Regions from separate parts of the Pan troglodytes genome. Here region 1 is linked to region 2. Evidence: chromatin contacts called from public capture Hi-C data. All regions are on one chromosome and are shown on one strand. Each heading gives the region's core, a stretch centred on a gene start, on an enhancer-like site or on the middle of the called end of the contact. The rest is flanking DNA. Distances are from core to core; before and after follow the strand shown. Region 1 overlaps LOC104001998 (a long non-coding RNA gene). Region 2 has its middle 100 kb from the start of EGLN3.

What was found. Capture Hi-C pulls out chosen DNA fragments and counts their contacts.
Region 1: a capture Hi-C map of stem cell-derived neural stem cells shows a contact between it and region 2, with 4 times the contacts expected there. The contact joins two enhancer-like sites. A contact is called at or near these places in 4 of 7 Hi-C or Micro-C datasets (blood, induced pluripotent stem cells and stem cell-derived neural progenitor cells) and 1 of 1 other capture datasets (stem cell-derived neural stem cells).

What each region holds. Positions count from the first base shown.
Region 1 is chr15:32,333,453-32,336,152 of NHGRI_mPanTro3-v2.0_pri, reverse strand. The region is part of intron 1 of LOC104001998 (a long non-coding RNA gene); the gene reads left to right. Among named protein-coding and RNA genes, the nearest start is that of EGLN3, 150 kb to the right of the region's middle. Within about 2 kb of position 1,297, at least 6 of the 24 cell types and tissues checked have an H3K27ac peak or open chromatin away from gene starts, as enhancers often do. A contact at or near this core is called in stem cell-derived neural stem cells, where this site is marked.
Region 2 is chr15:32,085,874-32,088,573 of NHGRI_mPanTro3-v2.0_pri, reverse strand. No RefSeq gene overlaps it. Among named protein-coding and RNA genes, the nearest start is that of EGLN3, 100 kb to the left of the region's middle. Within about 2 kb of position 1,258, at least 1 of the 24 cell types and tissues checked has an H3K27ac peak or open chromatin away from gene starts, as enhancers often do. A contact at or near this core is called in stem cell-derived neural stem cells, where this site is marked.

The DNA.
Region 1 (2,700 bases), core at 48-2,547, 250 kb before region 2:
GCTCATCAGAACCTGTGGTTTTAGGGCCTGGGGGCCATGGAAAGAGCAAGGGGTGGCTTCATCCTCAGGTGGATAGTTCTCCTTCCTGGGGCCTCTCTTCCTTCCTCTCTCCCTTGCTATCCCCTAACCTGTCCCAGTGCTTCTTTAGAGACCAGGAAGATTCTCAGGAATGGTTGCCCCTTGGGCCAGTGTTAGAGCAGGAATCTAGAAGGAAGGTCATGTGTTAGGCCTGCAAAATTTACCCTTCTCCCCAGATGCTTCCATTCCTTTTTACCTCACTGCCCTCCCTTAGATTTTTATTTGGCCTAACTTAGGTCATTTTTTTTTAACAAAAAAAAAAAAGAGGGGGGAGGGCTATTGGCATAGTTCTACCTCAGCAACTATCCAGGGAGCCTGGCCTGGTCCAGGCATGCAGTGGGTTTTCCTTCAGAAATGAGTCCTTTGAGAGCCCAGAGAAGGGCAGCCCTGAGCCTGTTCACTCAGCCTGACCTGGAAAAACTGCAACCCACTGAGACACTCTGTTTCTCAGTTCTGTCCTTTCTAGAAGGTACCATTCCTCCTGAAAGGTCAAAGTGACTGTTCAGTCTCAATCTATCATGTGATGAAAGGTGTGGTACCAACTACAGCAAATAAACTTACAATTTCCAACATCCAACCAAAGAGGCTGACTACAAAATAAAGCTATTCCTACGAAACTGCAATTTTTGCAGGTCAAATTTTCAGCCAGCCACCAGAGGGTGCCCGTAGAGCTCTCTAAAAATGACCAAAACCTGAAGAATTAGAGGAGAAAGAAAATTTCCAGTGCATGAAAGACCAGGACAAAATACAGCTTACCCCCACCTGACTTGAACAGATACACAGGCCAGACAAGGAGCTGTGAGGCTGTCAACAACAAGAACCAGGGTGGGAGTAACCCCAGATTTTACCTAGATATGAGCTAAACAAGTTGCTTCTTGATTTCACATTGGCAATTGCGATAGTACTTTGAGGACTGGCCCAGAAAGCATTTTCATCCCCTGGCAAAACTCTTCCCCATCAGCTTCCCAACCATGTGTACAAACGAAATGCAAATACATGTAAATATTAGCCTGAGTCAAAGTCTTCTTGGAAGGTAAGGCTGCTTGCGACTGCTGCTGCTTTGAAAAAGAAAAATCCTATAATGCAAGTGAAAGGACAGATTTTCTGAGCCACTGCTTCTGCACCAGGGTGAGGGTTCAGAAGGACGAAATACAGGTGCCATGGTTCTCTGAAGAGATGGTCTTGTGTGGAGCACACCTGGAATGAAAGGATGGGGACAGCTTCTACCCTCTCCCCAGCAGGGCCTGACAAGCAGGCTGTGTGGCATTCCTGTATTTCCAGGGCTGGCACAGTGGCTGACACACAGTAGCTGCCTGTAAATGTTTGTTGAATGAGTGAATAAATGACTAGGAAGGGAGCTGGAGTGGGTGTGACACTGTCTGGGCTGGCTGGAGCTTTCACCAGGTTGAGGGATGACAGGGAAAGGGGTAGGTGGGTGTGGGAGGGTAATTTCCCAGTGAGGAGAGATTCTGTGTTTCATCTGGGTTGCCTGTCTGAGGCCTTTTCTGTGGGCAACTAAGGCCCTAAGACAGAGTGTGTGGACTCTGCCCTAATGATAGTCAAACTGCCCAATGGTCCCATTCATTCACATATTTGTCTACTAATTGACAGCTATTGAGTACCTAATGGGAACCGTGGCCTTCATCCCTCATCCCTACACAGGCGACCCCAGACTGTCTTAGCCACCTTCGTGAGCTGGGGATGGGAATGCCGGAGGAAGTGAGCACATGGCTAATACTGGGCAGGGGCTTTGGCTGTCTGGAAATGCAGCCAGCAGGGAGCTGGACTGAGGCACCGGTTGCTGGCAATTGGGCCATTTGTCTCTCTGGACAAGTGCAAGCAATAAGTGTGTATGTGCTCTGTGTGTGTGAGACTATGCAGGTGTGAGTGTGGGTTGCAATAATATTTCACCTTTACCATTTCACAACCCTTTGGCAGCACCCAGCCTCCCTTGCTGCGCCTACAAGGGAGAGAAGAGGTGATTAATATTTAAATTTGGAAATAGCTGTAGTTTGGAGACAGACATTATCATTCTAATTCACCATTGGAGAAATTATTATGTCCATGCTTTGCAGAGTATAATGTAGCCTCTATATTTGCTCCCTTCCTAATTTTTCTCCCTTGGGGCTGCTTTAATGACAACTTTGGGGGGATTACAGCCTTCAGATGAACAAAGGGGGATGTCTGACTTGGAAGAAAGAGAATGGGTTTAGGAATCTTCTTGTTTCTCTCCTCCCCTGCCCATGGCTAAGTCTGTCCTTCTGATACTATAATGAGCATCTTTTCCCCACCAGACTGAGAAGTGTAGTTTCTTGAGCTATAACCCTTTTAGTTTGCAAATCTCACACTGATGAGGTGCTGATGATCGCTGGGCCCACTCTGAGTAGTGGCCCAGCAGGATTCCCCACACTCTGTGAGCTGTTTGATGGCATAGATTATGCATCCATCTAGTCCTTTTAAATTTCTGATCTCCAACAGGTCTTGGCACAGTCCTGTGTACTGGGCAAGGTTAGACACAAGTGAGAGGCTATTAGGAAAGAGCTTCAATAAACCAGCTATAGCTAAAGCAAAGGAAAATGTTCTGGAAAAGCTAAGCAGGCACCCGAAGAAGCTTCCATTGGA
Region 2 (2,700 bases), core at 9-2,508:
TTTAGTAGAAATGGGGTTTCACCATGTTAGCCAGGATGGTCTCAATCTCCTGACCTCATGATCCGCCTGCCTTGGCCTCCCAAAGTGCTGGGATTACAGGTGTGAGCCACCGTGCCCGGCCGGGCAATTTCTTAATGTCTGGGATAGCTCTTGGGTGATGTAATAGCACAATAGAAATATATGGGCTAACAAATGCAGCCTGTATGGTTTAATGGCTTAGAAGTCAGGCTCCTGGCCGGGCGTGGTGGCTCAAGCCTGTAATCCCAGCACTTTGGGAGGCCGAGGCAGGCGGTTCACCTGAGGTTGGGAGTTCGAGACCAGCCTGACCAACAGGGAGAAACCCCATCTCTGCTAAAAATACAAAATTAGCTGGACGTGGTGGCACATGCCTGTAATCCCAGCTACTTGGGAGGCTGAGGCAGGAGAATCACTTGAACCCGGGAGGCGGAGGTTGCGGTGAGCCGAGATCCCGCCATTGCACTCCTGTCTGGGCAACAAGAGCAAAACTCCATCGCAAAAAAAAAAAAAAAAAAAAAAAAAGGCTCCTGAGTCAGCCTGAATTCATTTTCCAATCTCACTCCTTATTGGCTATAATCACCTTGGACAAGTTACTTAATTTTTCTTAATCTCAGATTCTTCATATGTAGATGGGGATAATAATAGTTACCTCAAAGGACTTTTGTAAGCATTAAATGAATTAATAGGCCAGGCATGGTGGTGTGCACCTGTATTCCTAGCTACTTCGGAGGCTGAGGTGGGAGCATCGCTTGAGCCCAGGAGTTGGAGGCTGCAGTGAGCTCTGATTGCACCACTGCGCTCCAGCCTGGGTGACAGAGGGAGACCCTGTCTCTAAAAAAGTAAAAATTAAAATAATAATACATAGAAATCACATAGCAGAGTCCTCAAAATGCAGCAAGTATATTTTCCATAAACAGAGTGGTAAGTATTGTGACTGTCAGCACCAGGTGTGGACTCATAGGGGTAGGGTGTAGGACTCAACCTGGGGTGGAGGAGGATTTGCAAGGTTTGTCTCAGCCTCTAAGGCTTGTTTGTATAATAGAAAAACTCAAGACCAATGACTCCAATCCAAGCCCCGGTCTCATTCTAGTGTTCCTCTGTGGCTGAATTCTTGAAGCCCATGTCTAAGGGTGTCCCTGCTGGGCAGGCAAGGGAGCTCAGTGGGGCCCTCTAGTGATGACTTCCTCCCATGCCCTGAGGCACAGCCTTGCTCAGAGGCCTCCCAAGGGTTCCCACATCCTTGGGGATTTTCTATTAGTGAGGAGCAGAGCAAAGCTAGCAAACAGGAGAGCAGCCCTGCTGGCACCGTGGCTCCCTCTGTGGCGGCTTTGAGGTCATTCATGCAAAAGGCACTTGGAAACCCAGATCAGCTGTGAAGGAGCATTTCAGGTGAAAAAACAAAAATGCTTCTTAGTGGTTGACTTAGGGTTCTGAATCTATAGATACTAGATTTGGAAACTTTATCCAAATGGAGCAATTACCAGAGTGTCCGTTTCCTAGGGAGCATTCACTTTTCATCCAAGGAGTAGAACAGCAGCCTTGTTTCCTGCTGTTCCTGTAGGACAATGGAGTCCCAGGATTCAGTGTCCTGATGCTGTCTGGGAGGCTGTGGATGTAAAAAGGAACCAATGTTCTGCTCCATGAGCAGAGAGCAGACGAGAAGCAGAGCATTTGTTCCTTGCCCATCTCAACCTAATGAGGACACGGAGAGATTCTGATTGCTTTTCCATAATTATGTAGGCCTGTCAGAACCACAGCAGCTGGACAGACTTGATCCCTAACTGTGAGGGTGGAGAGAGTCACTTTCTACTTGGTTCCCAGCTTTGGCCTCATTCTTCTTCCCACAGCTGCAGTCACTTGACTACCTGCTTTCATGACCTCCTGTCTGGTTCTTCCTTCTTTATTTCATTTTGAATATAGCAATGTAAAGATAGCTTATATGCTATCTCCAATAAAGGATACAGATATTGCAAAAATAGCATACAGAAAGGCCTAATGGAAACTGGAGCTACAAATGATAGTAAATCATCGAGTGCACAGGTTCTGGAGGTGGGGGGACTAGATTTCACTTCTATACCTCTCTGTTTCTACCTGTATGAAGTGGGAAGTTTCTATTGTCTTAAGTTTGATGTCCCATCTGTGAAATGGAGAGTGTAATTGTACTAGTCAGAGTTCTTTGTTGCAAGCAATAGAAACCAACTCTGATTTAAGTTAAAAATAAGGAGCAGGAGGAGAACTAACAAAAAGACATTGAGATAGCTATTTCACAGATTTGTTGTAAGGATGAAATTAGATAAAATCATTCAGCACAATATGTGGCATGTCGACAGTGTTAGATATGTTAGCTATTATTGCATCATCGTCATTTATTATTATGATGAGCTCTGCCCTAACTTTCTTACCTGTAGCTTTGGCTCGATAGAATGTCAATGCTGGTGTTGATGCTATACAGTCTTTTGATTTTTGAGAATGGGTTTCCAAAACATATGGTCGGCGAGCAGTCTCTGGTCCAACCAGCTATTGTCAAAAGGCATAGGGTCACATGGCATAAACCTGGACTATAGCTTTTTTTAAAACAAAAATTTTAAATATATATATTTAGGGGGCACAAGTGCAGATTTCTTAACATGCTTGTCTCGTGGAGCGGTGAGGTCGGGGCTCTTAGTGAACCCAACATCTGAA